Linked DNA regions of Mus musculus: all the other regions are linked to region 3. Evidence: chromatin contacts called from public Hi-C and Micro-C data. All regions are on one chromosome and are shown on one strand. Each heading gives the region's core, a stretch centred on a gene start, on an enhancer-like site or on the middle of the called end of the contact. The rest is flanking DNA. Distances are from core to core; before and after follow the strand shown.

Region 1 (4,750 bases), core at 561-3,060, 4.8 Mb after region 3:
TGAATGCTGAAACCTTAACTAAAGGCCCAGTGAGGTGGCCTGCTGGGTAAAGGCGCTTGGGACCCATGGGATAGAAGGACAGTGCTGATTCTTGCTGACTCCTCTGGCATCCAAATGTGCATTGCTGCATGTGTGCGCACACATCCTAGAGGGCACACATCCCGCTTATAACTCAGTGAATCTGGTGGCATTGAGCACTCTTCATAAACAGCCCTCCAACCAATCACTGCCCTGATGGTTACCTTGAATATGAAAAACTCGTGCTTTCTGTCTCCAGGCTTCAACAATAAAAAAATTCTTCACGGGCTGGAGAGAAGGCTCAGCGGTTAAGAGCACTGGCTGCTCTTCCAGAGGTCCTGAGTTCGATTCCCAGCAACCACATGGTGGCTCACAACCATCTGTAATGGGATCTGATGCCCTCTTCTGGTGTGTCTGATGACAGCTACAGTGTACTCACTATATATATATCCATCCTTTATAAGCTGGCCATGTGGCCCAGGCAGCAGTGTGCTTACCTAGCATGCATAACATGCATGGGGCTCTAGGTTTAATCCCGTGGAGTGTGCCTCTATCAGCACTCCAAGGAACATTTTTTTTTTTTTCAAATTTGAAAGAAAAGCCGAAGGGAAGGCAAACTTTAAGTCTTGGCAGCTAGGTGCCCATAGGAGAACAGAGAAGAGCTTGGCGGGGGCATGGAGGGAGGCGATGCTGTTTGAGTTAGGCTGACATGGAGATCAGCTCTGGGGACAAGCACGCATGTGTGCTTGTGTCTTGAAATGCAGATCAGTGGTAGAGCACATCCTACATAGCAAGGCCCTCTCTCTTTTCTCAGTACAGAAGAGAATGGGAGAGAATAACGAAAAGCCGAGGGGGTGGGGAGAGCCCAGCAGTCCTGAGGCCAAGGCAGGTGGGTTTCTTTGAGTTCTAGACCAGCCTGGTCTACACAGTAAGACCCCACCTCAAAACAAGAGAGCTGCCTTTAATCCCAGCACTTGGGAGGCAGAGGCAGGCGGATTTCTGAGTTTGAGACCAGCCTGGTCTACAGAGTGAGTTCCAGGACAGCCAGGGCTATACAGAGAAACCCTGTCTCAAAACAAACAAACAAACAAACAAACAAACAAACAAATAACCAAGAGAGCTGATTGTGGCGGCACACACAGGTAGGTTATGCTGAAGAGGCAGACACAGGAGGGTAAGTTTGAGGTCAGGCTGATGGACTCACGGTTTTTTTTCTTTAAGAAAGGAAAAGCAATAGGGGAGGTGGAACTTCTGCCTCTCAGCTGTCTTTCCATTGGGTGACTGCACCCTCTGCCCAGTGGCCTTCCAGCTGCTTCAGGCTGTGCCCCTAGTCCTTTGAATGTTTGCCCCTTCTGTAGCCCTGCGATCCGCCCACTTCTGCCGCCCACCTCGTGCCACAGGTCCAAGCCTAGACCTTTCTCTACAGATGTTCTGTCTTGGAGGAGCTGGGCTCTTCCTTAAAGTCCTTCAAGATCGCTTCTTGCAGCCAGCTGAATCAGTCTTGTGCTTGCTCAGATAAGGACGTTAATTCCTCCCTTCCGCCGTACCCTACCCCGATCGGTCTGACAACACTACAGAAGACCCGGGATTCGAACTCGAAATCTCCAGAGCTGCCCACCCAGCCAAACAGCAGGCCCGCCCAGAGAAACAATGCGCACGCGCCTTCTCAGCAGCAACATACTCCCTCGCCCCTCCGTAATCCGCATGCGTGCTGAAGCCAGCCACCTCCATTCACGCATGCTCAGTCTAACGCGCACGTTGGGTTCGCTTGCGCGCCCAGCCCGCGGCGCATGCGCCGAGCTAGCAGCGCAGGCCGTGACTCGTTGGGCTGCGTACTGTGGCTTCCTCTTCTTCCTCCTCTGGGAGCTTCCGGGACGCCAAGGCCTGTTCCGGAATAGCCGGCACCCGTTTTCTCGGCCTCTCTCATTCTCTGGCTTGTGACCTTCCGGCACCATTTACACGGCAGGTGGCTGTGGAGGACCTTCCCCGCCCACGCTGCACTCCCGTCACTCAGAGCGCGCGCTGCGACCCAGGAACTAATCAGCAGCTGCCCTAGGTAAGGGGAAGGGGGGACGCCCCGAGCCTGGGAGAGGCAGGCGCGCCGACGGGGCGGGGTTGGGGGTGGGGCGTATTCAAGCCCCGCCCCCGCCCTGCCGTTAAAAGGTCGCTGGGCGGCTGGCCAATGGGAGTAGGAACGTGAAGGTCTCGGAATTGCGGCGCCGTTAGCTGGAGGTACAAATAAATTAATAGAAACTATAGCCACTGTAAAGTGTCCCTGTAGTGCTGGTACGAGCCTTCTAACAGTATCGGGAGGAAATTTCTGGACACAGTCCCAAAGAAGCCGACATACACCTAGGGCCACCTTCCATGGAAATTGGATTTTGAGGTTCTTCATGCCTGAGTATTGGAAGGAGGCTCCATATAAGACTGCAAGTAGGGGCTGGAGAGATGGCTCAGAGGTTAAGAGCACTGACTGCTCTCCCATAGGTCCTGAGTTCAATTCTCAGCCACCACATGGTGGATCACAACCACCTGTAATGGGATCTGATGCACATTCTACTGGTGTGTATCTGAAGACAGCTACAGTGTACTCATATAAATAAATACATAAATAATATTTTTAAAAAGGGGGGCTAGAGAGATGGTTCAGCGGTTAAGAGCACTGACTGCTCTTCCAGAGATCATGAGTTCAAATCCCAGCAACCACATGGTGGCTCACAACCATCCGTAATGAGATCAGATGCCCTCTTCTGGTGTGTCTGAAGACAGCTACAGTGTACTTATATATTATAATAAATCTTAAAAAAAAAAAAAAAAAGACTGCAAGTAGACTAGGAAGCACTTAGAAAAATACGTGAATAGAACTGGACAAGGCGGCTCACACATGTAATTCCAGTAGTGTGGAGCCAGAAACAGGAGGGTCGCCATGAGTTTGAGACCAGCCTGAACTGCAGAGCAGGACCCTGTTTGAGAGGGAGAGGTGAGGAGGAGGAGGAAACAGTATTAAGTTGTGGAATGCACCATGCCTCAAGAGAAAAGGCATTAGAACAGTTAAGAATTGGGGGTCTCCTGGAAATTCTTGCAAAGCAACTTGTCAATTCTGGAAGATTCTCCAAAGAGGTGCTTCACATGTAGGTGGGAAGATAGCTCAGTGTGTGAAGTGCTTGTTTGCAAGCATGAAGACCCAGGTTTGATCCCCAGCAACCACATAAAAAGTGGAGCCTGGCGGCACGATCTTGTCATCCCAGTGCTGCGGAGGCAAGACTGGCAGATGTGCAGAGCTCCTTGCCCAGGCAAAAACAGTGTGGGGCTGTCAGGATGGTTGTATCAGGTAACGGGGCCACCACAAGGCCAAAGAATTGACTTCCATCCCTGCGGCCTACAGGATGGAAAGAGAAAATGGTCTCTCGGAAGTTGTCACCTGGCCTCCACAAATGTGATATGGCTCTGTGCCTGCTTGCACGCAGGCATGTGTATGTGTGTGTCTCACACACACAAGAAACCCAGAAGCTCCCACCCCAACATTATGCAGATTAGACTTCATTTCTGTGAGGTCAGGAATACCAGCTTAGTAGTTTATGCAGAGCTCTTCCTGGAGAACCCTAGAAACAGCATTGCAGGTCCCAGCTTGCAGGCAGATGGTGTCTCAGGTTCTGGATCGTTCCCCACAAGACCTGATGAGTAGAGTCAACTAGTGATTCCAGAGCAGTGTGCAGAGGGACACTTCACTTGCCTGAAAGGAGGGTGGGTGGTCCCAGTGAACGTCACTTCACTGTGAGGACAGGATCTCCATGGGGGCAGGGGATTAGACTCTGAAGCACTGGGGAGGTCGTCAGGATAATAGGGGAGCAGACAGTTAATTGTGGGGAGGAAGGAGTCCCAGTCTGTGGGGAGAGGGCCTTAGACGGTAAACAGTCATTTATGACCTGACTCATTCCAGCAAGCATCTGTTAGCAGGTCCTTGCCCTCCTTGGTCAGTCGAGTTTGTGGCTGTGGAGAGGTCACTCGGGCCTGAGAGGGGCTAGACAAGCCCCCACACGGCCAGCAAAAGTGCCTCGTCTGTCAGTTCCAGAGTGTGTCACGGGGGCCGGTTGATGTCATTGAGGCCTGGGGTGACGTGGGGAAGGGTTTGAGGGAACCCAGTGTGACTGCCAGACGCTGGGTTTGTAGGTCCTAGGGGGTCACACTGTCTCCACCTCTACTGCTGCTGCTCACAGAAGCCAGCCATAGCCACTCTGTCACTGTGAGGCCAGATTTCAATGAGCCCCTGTGTTTGGAAACAGGAAGATTGCAGATCTGCTCTGCAGGCCACAGTTTGCCAACCTAACCTCTGGAGCCAGAGCAGGCAGCCCCGTAGTGTCCTGTGGGCAGCTGAGCACTCAGGGGTGTCCCTAGAGCACATTCTCTTGTAAAGACCCCAAGACACTTTCCCCGGGGGCCTGGAAACCAATAACACCAGAGGTGGAGAGTGGGTTGCATAGTCCAACAGTCCAGAACATGTTGGTCCACATGTTCTGAAAGTAGGTCTACAGGAACCTAGTGGAACCAGGTAGATAAAAGGGCCCGTGGGAGTGAGCCCCAACATTGTCACCACACATGAATGGGTGATCGAGAGTCCTTCAACAGGGGGACTTGTTGCCTATGGGAAGGAGACTGTCTCGTTTCTATGTGACTGTGCTCCTGTAAGTTATACTCCTGTTGGACCACTTCAATAGTTGCAAATAGCTTTGGT
Region 2 (4,873 bases), core at 820-3,319, 5.0 Mb after region 3:
AGATAGATAGATAGAAAGGAAGGGGGCTGGAGAGATGTCTCAGTGGTTAAGAGCACTGGCTGCTCCTGCAGAGGACCTGGGTTCAGTTCCCAGCACCCACATGGCAGCTCACAACCATCTGTAACTCCAGTTCCAGGGGATCTGGCCTCTGTAGGTACCGGGCATGCACAGACATACATTTAGTCTAGACAGACATTCACGTAAAAGGGAAGGAGGAGACAGAGCTAGCAGTGGTCAGGACCATGGGGGAAGGAAGGAAGGTCTAAGGGAGCTGGGGGTGGGGGGACTGGAAGCAGATAGCAGGTTGCTCACATCGATGTAGGGGAGGTATTCTCACAGACTTGCACCGCAGCACATAATTCTGTGTGAGCCCCTCCCCTGGGAGTCCCAGGCCAAATGAGCCCCTCTCCATCCCTTAGCTTTCTGATCTGTGTAATGGAAACAATAACGGGATATTTCACTGAACTGATAAATCCCGATGTCTGACTTCTTGCACCCTGCTTGCATGACCAGCTCCCCTGCCCCTGTCGCTGCTATTGTCCCTCCTGTATTGCCAAATAGTTATGAGTACAGATCTCGAGAGACAAAGCAGGTAGTAACAGATGTGGGCTGAGAAGGCCGAGAGTGTAAAGCTCTTGCTAACAAGATGATTTGAGTTCCATGCCTGAATCCCACGTTGGAAGGCACCACTTCCCAAAGATGTCCTATGAGCTCTTTACATGTTGGGTGCCACTTACATACCTGCACTATCTTTCACATACACAAGTAATAATAATTTTAAAAAAGTCATTTAGAATGCTTGTAGATCCTAGGTGTATTTGTTTCCTTCAGCCTCGGTCCCCACAACTGTACAATGGAGACGGTCGATCTCTTTTTTTCTATGGGCTGTGGTGTGGTATGACACTGAGGTGTGTCAAATGTTTTGCACAGCTCTTGATGTCTAACAGTCGGGTTTTGCATACCAGATATTTTCCTGTTTCTGCCCAGAGAGGAAAGGGTCTGGCTGTGACCTTTAACCTCTGTGCCCCACCCCATAGTAAACTGTGTGCGCGTGGGGCACACTCTGTCTCTGGGCAGATCGCTGACTCAGCCCGGGATACCCCCTCCCCTTGTCCGGCTCCCTAAACCGGTCAGGGCCCTTCCAAAGGGCTTATTAGAGGGGAGAGGCCCCCATCTTCATTCCTATCTTCCTTTGAGGATTTCCTAGGCTTCGGCCTTAGGGAGGCTGCTGTATGCAGGTGGCTAAGAAGCCCGGCCCTCCAGGGGCACCGGAGGCTGAGTGGGAGGTCTGGGCGCTGGGCTCTCTCTGGGTGGGGCTGGAGGGGCCGGGATGGCTGGGTGCCTGGGCTGCGGGCGGGGCAGGCTGCTGGCTCCCTCCTCCCAGGAGAGCTGTCGGACCTGTTGTCCCCCCCTCCACTTCCGGGCTGCTGGGGAGGGGGACGGGGCGGCCTCTCTCTCCTCCCTCCTTCCAGCCACCTGTTTAGCCGCAGGAGCGGCAGTGCCCAGTGCAGAGCCAGAAAGAAGGTTGACGACCTACGAGGACCTCCTCCCGGGAAGGAACGGAGGCGTTGGGGCCCCAGGCATATCCGGAGAGGTAGACATTGCCAGCCCCGAGTTCTGGATCTTGGGGTGAGGAGCCTCGGACGCTGATTCCTTACAGGTGGTTCGGGACCCAACTGTGGAGCTCCAAGGAGGAGAGCCGGGCTAGTCCCGAGAGGGTAGAGGAGATGGAATCTCTTGGAGGCAATCCGGGAAACTGGAGAGGGCTGCAGAAGGGGCTCAGGGATGACACATGGAGCAAAGGGAAGGCTCAGCGTGCGACGCCCCAGCACGGGGAGCGTTAGGACCCCGGACTCAAATTCTCTTCCCACCTCTAGGTGTGTGTGTCACCTTCGGAGCCGACAGCCTCTCCCCAGTCGCGAGCGGGTCCCCAGGAAATCTACGCCCGCGGAATGTTCAGAGCTGGTCTCTGAACCTTTAGGTTCCGCCCTCTGGGCAAGCTCAACGCGCTCTAGACCACGCCCACAAACATCAGACCACGCCTCTGAAACTGACCACGCCCACACCACAGGAATCCGAAGCGGCCATGGGGACACCCAGCACCCTAGAGGAGGGCTCCTCGTCTCCAAAGGTTTCGGAATGCGCCGTCGAGGTCCAGCCTCAAGGGGCTGTGCAGCCTCAGGGGCACCCCGAGGATCCCAAAGAGCACAAGGAGCCCGAAGTCCCAGCGGAGCTTCCAAGTTGCCCCGGAGCTGGGCGGCAGGCCGAGGAAGAGGAAGAAGTGGAAGAAGGTAGCAGCACCGAGAGCTGCCGCGAAGAGGTGAGGGATCATCCCCCCGGGGGGGCTGTCCAGACGGACAGACAGACACCCAAGACGACACAGAAGAACATAAAGAGAGAGACTAGACAGAGACCCAGAGTCAAGGAGAGTACCCATAGACAGGCAGAAACACCCTGTTAGACAAAGTTGGATTTGAAGCCAGAGAGACTCGGGTAGAAACATAGAAACTAGATACGACAGAGACACAGGGAGTGAGACATAGACCTAAAAGAGAGACACAGGGAAGACACACAGACCCAGAAGAGAAACAAAAAGAAATGCCAACATAGAAGAGTCTAAGTCAGAGAGAGGGACGGGGGTGGGGGTGGGGGGAAGAAGAGCGATCCAGGGACTCTGAGAAAGAGATCCCAAGAGGTTGAGACTCAGGGACAGATGAGCTCATCGTGTACAAAGACACTTGCTGTCAAATCTGACGACCTGGGTTCGATCCCCAGAACCCTCATTGATGTAAGGCAAGAATCTTCTGATTTCCACTAGCATTCAGGTACAAAAAAGAAAGAAGGAAAGGAAGGAAGGAAGGAAGAAAAAAAAAGAAAGAATAGAGGAAGAAATGGAGGAAGAAAAAAGAAAAGGAGAGAGAAGGGAGAAAGGAAAAAGGAAAAGAAGAAAAGGAAAGGAGGGAAGAAATGAGGAAGAAAGAAAAAAGAAAGGAAGGAAGGAAGGAAGGAAAGAAAAGGAAGCAAGCTCTGCTAGTTCAGCTTCAGAGCATAGTGGCTTTGTATGATGGGTTCAGAACCTGCCGGCTTCCCCGCTTCACGGTCTTCCATTCGGACCCGAAAGGAAGTAGTTGAACTTGGCAGCTCATGACCCCCAGAGGCACTACTGGGGTGGGACCAGACCTGTTTGGTGACTTGAGGGGGGCGAGACTTGTTCTCATCACACCCTCTCTAATTTCAGCCCGAGGCTACGCCTGCCGCGCAGATTCCAGCCACACCTTCCCCATGCCTCCCTTCTGGGGAAGAGCTGCGGGGGGCAGCGCGGCGGCTGCGAGGACAGCAGCTGGAGGCACTGACTCGCGTGGCTCTGATGGAGCAGCGGGTGAAGGAGTTACAGCGCCAGAAGAAGGAACTGAGGATCGAGGTGAGGATGGGGAGATCTTGGGAAATCAACCCGTGAGGGAACCTGCGAGCCAAGACACCGAGTCCATTCTAAACTTTAGGATCCTTTTTGATAAGCAGCAGGTGTTCAAGGCCCGAGGCCTTTTCCAGACTTCCCATCTCCCAGCCCCTTCCTCCACTGGCTGCTGCACCCAAATTCTCGCCTTGTTTTTTCGCAGATGGAGGTGGAGGTGGCCCTGCTCCGGGGTGAGCTGGCCGGGGAACGAGTGGCCGCTCGCCGGGAGGAGGAGCAGCTGCGGGAGCTGCTGGGCCAGCGGGTGGAGACCCAGCCGAGCAGCCAAGAACAGCGGGAGCAGGTTGGTGTGACCAGCGACTCCATCCTCATGTTCCTTTCTTCCGGGCTGGAACACCCTCTGGTCGGACCTAATAGTTGTCCTTGTTCTTCAAAGAGATTGGGTTCCTGTTCCTCATTTTCCTCCTCTTTCCCAGGCCTGATTTGGATGCCTGGCTACTGAGGTCTCTTTCTTGGCTGTCCCTATAATTTCACAGTTTAATGGTGTAGTAGGAAACATTTCAAACCCGTAAAAACTGAATACTCAGTTGGGCTGGTGTCCTATGCTCCCCAGCTTTAGTAGCGATTCCTTTACTATCCTTTCATCTCACCCAGTTCTTCCCTGTCTCCATATCCCTGGATACTAAGAATCTAAATCAACCCTGCAAGGCTGAGCCACGCCCCCAGGCCCTCACTGGGGGATTCTAGACAAAGGCAAGAGGATCTGCCACTGAGCCACGTCCTCACCTTGTTCCAAGTTTTAAATGCTCCTTGTAGAAGCCATATTACCTGTATATGTTTTAGCAGGTACCACAGAAAAATGAGAACTTTCTTGTGTGTGTGTGTTTTATTTGAGACTTGGTTTCCCTAAGTAGCCCTGACTGGCCTAGAACCCATGATTCTCTTGTCTCAGCCTCTTGAGGGCTGGGGTTACAGGTGTGCACAGGGCTGGCTTGTTGTAATTGGTCATCTCAATTGTTTTGTCTCTAATGGACCTAGTGGGCCTCCCCTACTTGTCTGTTTGCTTATTGCTTGTTGAAGAAACTAGGTCTTCTGGGTGATATTTTATGGTTGTTTTGTGTTTCCGAGCTGGTGTCTTACTATGTAGCCCTGGCTGGCCTGGAACTTACTATATAGACCAGGCTAGACTCAAACCATTGGATTCACCTGCTTCTGCCTCTTTTTTTTTTTTTAAAGATTTATTTATTAATATATGTAAGTACACTGTAGCTGTCCTCAGACACTCCAGAAGAGGATCTTGTTGTGGATGGTTGTGAGCCACCATGTGGTTGCTGGGATTTGAACTCTGGACCTTTGGAAGAGCAGTCGGGTGCTCTTACCCACTGAGCCATCTCACCAGCCCTTCTGCCTCTTAAGAACTTTGTTGTTGTTGTTCTGTTTTCTTGGTTTGTTTTTTTTTTT
Region 3 (4,649 bases), core at 305-2,804:
CCTACAAGCAGGTGGGCAGGGGCTGTGGGGGTTGCTCACCTGTGGTCCTGGAGACCGTTAGTGACAGGGAAGAGAGGTCACTGGAACCTGTGAGATGGAGACCTGGATTAACAAACAATGCAGGACCAGAGACTCTGATGAGCCTGCTCCTCTCTCTGGCTTGGTCCCTTGAATAAAGTCCCTCCTCCTTACCGAGCTCAGGTGCAGGCCAGCCTTCTCTAACTCCTTTTTTTTTTTCTTGGTTTTTCGAGACAGTGTTTTTCTGTATAGCCCTGAGCTGTCCTGGAACTCACTTTGTAGACCAGGCTGGCCTCGAACTCAGAAATCCGCCTGCCTCTGCCTCCCAAGTGCGCCACCACAACCGGCTCTTCTCTAACTCTTGAAAAAAGTTCTGGCTTTTCGTTTCTGCCTTTGACTCCGCCAATCATCACTCAATATCCGCTACTTTCCCCATTAAGGTGGGACTTGGAGGACTCCTGATGCCTCAGGAAAACCCCCGTCTCCGTTCTTCCCTCAGGGCGAAATCCGAGCCCCAATACTTCGTCACTGGAGAACTTTCCTCTCCCCCATCTCGCTGCAGGCCCCGCCCCTTTTCAATCCCATCGTCAGGCCCCGCCCTTCGTTTTCTAAACAGGCCCTGCCCTTTCCCTAGACCTGCCACTACGCCCCACTTTCCCCCACCCCAACCCAAGGGTAAGTCCCGCCCACTCACTGAGCCACACACCTCTTCTTGCTCTTGGAGCCTGACCCCGCCCCTATTTCCTGTCAAGCACAGTCCTGGATCCTCCTCCTCGAGGTCAGGCACCGCTCCTCCTTAAATCTTGAAGCTGGGCCCCGCCTCTTTCTTTGCCTCTAAAGGCCTAAGCCTTGCGGGAGAAGGGTCCCCCTTGTTTGGAGAGAATAAAGCCACTTCCTCGAATTAGGCTCCGCCCCTTACTCCTAAGAGCAGCCTCACCCACTCTGTAAACCAGAAGCCTCCTCTGAGTTTGCCCCGCCCCTGTGTGTATGGCTCCTCCCCTTCAGAGTTATGCCCCGCCCCTCCTCTCGACCGCCGCCCGGCCCGCCCCCTTCTTTGCCTCAGGCTCAGGCCCCGCCCCCTTCTCACTCCTTAGCGGGACGCCTAGCCTGTATCTCCCCGGCAAGACCCTTCACCATCCTCTACCTTCTGCCTTATCCCTCGCGCAGTGTCCCCGCCACCCTTGTACTCTCCGCACCGAAGCGCGAATCCTGCGGAAACCCGCAGATGACTCCGAGCGCCCCGAACTCCCCGAGCCCGAGCCCCGCCCCAGAGGTTCCACTCTGCTTACCCAAGGCCCCTAGCTCGGGCGCGGACTCTCTGGCAGCGCGGCGACTCGGCATGGCCCGGCCCGTAGGGACCGACAGCCCGAAGGCCAGCTCAGGGCGAGCGCACACGAGGGCAAGCCGGGCAGTCGGACAGCCCGGTCGGCTGGGACGATCACCGGCCGGGCAAGCGGTGCAAGGCTAGGGCCGAAGGCCGGGCTGGACGCACGGCGCCCGGGGCTGCGGGGGGCGCCGGGCCGAGCGGGCGGCGGGCGGGGGCGGGGCGGCGGAATTCCCCGGCGCCGCCGGCCTGCGCACCCATTGGCTCGTACCCCTCCGTGACGTCACGTCAAAGGGAATGGGAAAACCCCCGCTGCTCACGTGACTGCGGGGGCGGGGTCGGCCGGGAAGCGAAGGCTTGGCACTTCGCAGGGTCCGGGTGCGAGTCGCTGCCCATTGCCTTGGCCAAGACCACTGAGGTCCGTCCGGGTCCACTTGCGCCCTACCCACAGAACAAGCTGAGAAATGGGCATTCCATTTCCCCTACGAGGGCTTGAACCTGCTATCTTTCAGGCTGGCAAATGAAGCCAGGAGTGGGAAGTTAGCAGCCATTGATAATTTGTTTGAAGTAAAATTTACATAGGGTCTCATCTTGCCCAGACCGATGACCTTGAACTGCAGATCCTTTTGCCCCCATGGATCCTTCAGATTCGTCCCTCCACAGTGCTGGGACGACAGGCATGAACCACCACCTAGTCTATGCAGCACTGAGTGTTGAACCCAGGGCTTCATGAATACTGAGCTACAGTCCCAGCCCGTTGGTGATATATGGCACCTATAACCTATAGAAACCTATAGAAACTTGTATGTTCCATTCCCCTTCTATCATAGCATGTGTGATCAATGATTCAAGCAACCTACGCATAATTAAGCACTTGCCATATGCTGCAGCCTGTAATGAAAACTAGGGTACAGCATTACTAAAACCAGGCCCACTTCTTGCTCCAGAGGCAGAAAACTGCAGCAGTGAATGATGTGGCACCGGTATCTACTGTTGCACACCAAAGCAAAGAGCATTGTTTTGGTTTTGCTATGTAGCTCTGGTTGACATTGAATTCATGATAATCCATCTGCTTCAGCCTGAGTCCTGGGGATCCCAGGCACCTACCATCACGTCCAGCTTAGAGCAAACCTTTTCTTGCAATGAAAGACATTAGGCTCAGGCTTTGAGAACCAAATGGTCTTAATTTTCAAATGTGCCATCTTACATAAACAGCCAAGGACCAGAAACAGGGATGTGGCTATGTTCTATTAGAACATAATTTGATAAATATAGAAATGGGAATATCATGTAACTTTCACACTGAATCATATTCTTTTTCACTTTGTACCAGAGGGAAATGTTCCAGTGTCATAAGCAAGCCCAGGAGTGGACATCTCCCATAGAATAAGCTTGCCAGTCACACACACACACACACCAATCACTGCTTTCCTTGAGGTTTTCCAACTGTAGTGCTGAGGATGTGGCTTGTGATAGAATGCTTGTCTAGCATGTATGAGATTCTAGGCTGTGTTCTCAGCAGCACACAGAAAGATATTGTAGCCACAATATGCCCATTCTGGACAGACAGAGGCAGGAGATCCACTGACAAGTAGTGAGTTCCACTGCATAGCAGGCCCTTGTCTCAACGCAAACCAACAAAATAAAACAAAAAAGAAGGGGGAGAAGAGGGGGAAAATTGGGCTGGTGGTGTGGCTTAGTGGTAGAGCACCTGCCTAGCATGTTGGAGGACCTGTGTTGATTGCCTGGATCTGAGACACGACTGTGAATTCAAAAGCAAAACTGAGAGCCAGGTATGACAGCTCACACGAGTAACTTAAAACACTTGAAAGTCTGAGGCAGGAAATCACCACGAGTTCTAGGCCAGTCTGGACTACTTATAGCAAGACCCTGAATGAAAAGACAAGCAATCTCTCTCAAGAGAGTTGTAATTGGAAGGTCCTGAATCAAATATCCTGTGTTCAAATACTAGGTTTCCTGGACAATTATGCAATTCCAGGCAACTGATTTCACCACTCTGGACTTGAGTTTCTTAACAGGATGGCTTTAAAGACTTAAGGAGGTAGTCTAGTTGACTCTTGACACAGGTCTTCCATGCACCTGCACTATTCAAACTACTAAATACTTGTTAGGGTACATACACCAGGCTGGCCTCTGACTCCTGAGTACCATGATTAAATGTGTGTGATCCCATGGCCAGCTGGGAAAAAAAAAAACAACTGAGTTTCTCATCTGGAGGTACAGAATATCACAAACTTCAAAGAGCTGTTGTGAACACACACACACACACACACACACACACACAGCAACAATGCTGGACACTGTTCTCAAAGTTGGGGACAGTACATGGTGCATCCATGGTGTTTTCCATTTTTTATTCTTTCAAACAAGGTGTTAAATAGCCCAGGCTGGCCTCAGACCCAGCTTCTATTTCTGGTTGTGAGCCTAGCCTGTAACAGAGGAGCCATCTCTCCAGCCCCTCAGACCCAACTCAAAGCAGTGAGGATGACTTTGATGTCCTGACCCTTCTGCCTCCACCTCCCAAGTGCCAGGATTACAAGTGTGTGCCACTATGCCAAGTCTTGTTTTGTAGCCCAGGCTAGCTGAAAGTTTTTAAATCTGGATTGACCTCTCAAAATCAAGGATGGGGAATAACCACTGTGCCCAACACTACCTAGAATTCTGCTAAGTTGTGAGCTCCTCAGAACTGCCATGGAATGCTGGTCCTACTGTGTACACAGAACTGTTTTGTGCTGTTTGCCCAGACAGACTTGCGAAGGGTTAATAGAGACCCATCCACCAGTACCCCAATAAGGGCACTGGATATGTCCAGATGTCCGTGAAAGCAAATGGCACCAGAGTGGCTAGGATACAGTCATGTTTTCACAGGTCTTGGTCCAGTGAAGGAAGTCTCCTTGCCATGATGTACCAGTGGGCAGAGCCTCAGGACTAGGCGGTAAGGGGTGCCTGGGAACACCACCAATTGTATCCTGAAGGTACTTGTGTCCCAGAAAGGACTTGAGAGACTGGGGCTAGAGGTGAGGCTGTGGCAGAGCATGAGACAAAGGCTGGGGACATGCAGCAGCCCCCTGGGGATCACATTAGCTGTCTTCTGAGAGCACTGGGTCAGCAGGTGGAAGGGGAGCCCAGCAAGGAGAGTGGGTATGATACCTACCTGTGAGGCACCATCCCTGCTTGACTCAGCAGGGAGAAGTAGGTGGAGCCTGAAGCAACCTGGGGTTGGGCCAGTGCCTCCTTGCAGCACTGCTGATCCTACAGTCTGGGAAGGTGTAGTGAGTACCCCCAA

The links. Hi-C and Micro-C count contacts between places; a contact is called where the count stands out from the background.
Region 1: a contact with region 3 is called in a Micro-C map of embryonic stem cells. The contact joins the promoter of Smg9 here to the promoter of Relb in region 3. A contact is called at or near these places in 1 of 39 promoter capture datasets (second pharyngeal arch cranial neural crest) and 1 of 484 Hi-C or Micro-C datasets (embryonic stem cells).
Region 2: a Hi-C map of B cells shows a contact between it and region 3, with 6 read pairs. The contact joins the promoter of Phldb3 here to the promoter of Relb in region 3. A contact is called at or near these places in 1 of 39 promoter capture datasets (cranial neural crest) and 1 of 484 Hi-C or Micro-C datasets (B cells).

What each region holds. Positions count from the first base shown.
Region 1 is chr7:24,397,818-24,402,567 of GRCm38.p6, forward strand. It overlaps Smg9 (smg-9 homolog, nonsense mediated mRNA decay factor (C. elegans)), which reads left to right and starts at 1,811. Exons shown (of 14, transcript NM_028047.2): 1 at 1,811-2,074.
Region 2 is chr7:24,609,259-24,614,131 of GRCm38.p6, forward strand. Phldb3 (pleckstrin homology like domain, family B, member 3) reads left to right here and starts at 2,070. Exons shown (of 15, transcript NM_001102613.1): 1 at 2,070-2,320; 2 at 3,239-3,421; 3 at 3,618-3,755. The coding sequence starts at 2,087.
Region 3 is chr7:19,627,884-19,632,532 of GRCm38.p6, forward strand. It overlaps Relb (avian reticuloendotheliosis viral (v-rel) oncogene related B), which reads right to left and starts at 1,555. Exons shown (of 12, transcript NM_009046.2): 1 at 1,308-1,555; 2 at 40-87. The coding sequence starts at 1,359. Clptm1 (cleft lip and palate associated transmembrane protein 1) reads right to left here. Exons shown (of 14, transcript NM_019649.2): 14 at 3,697-4,649.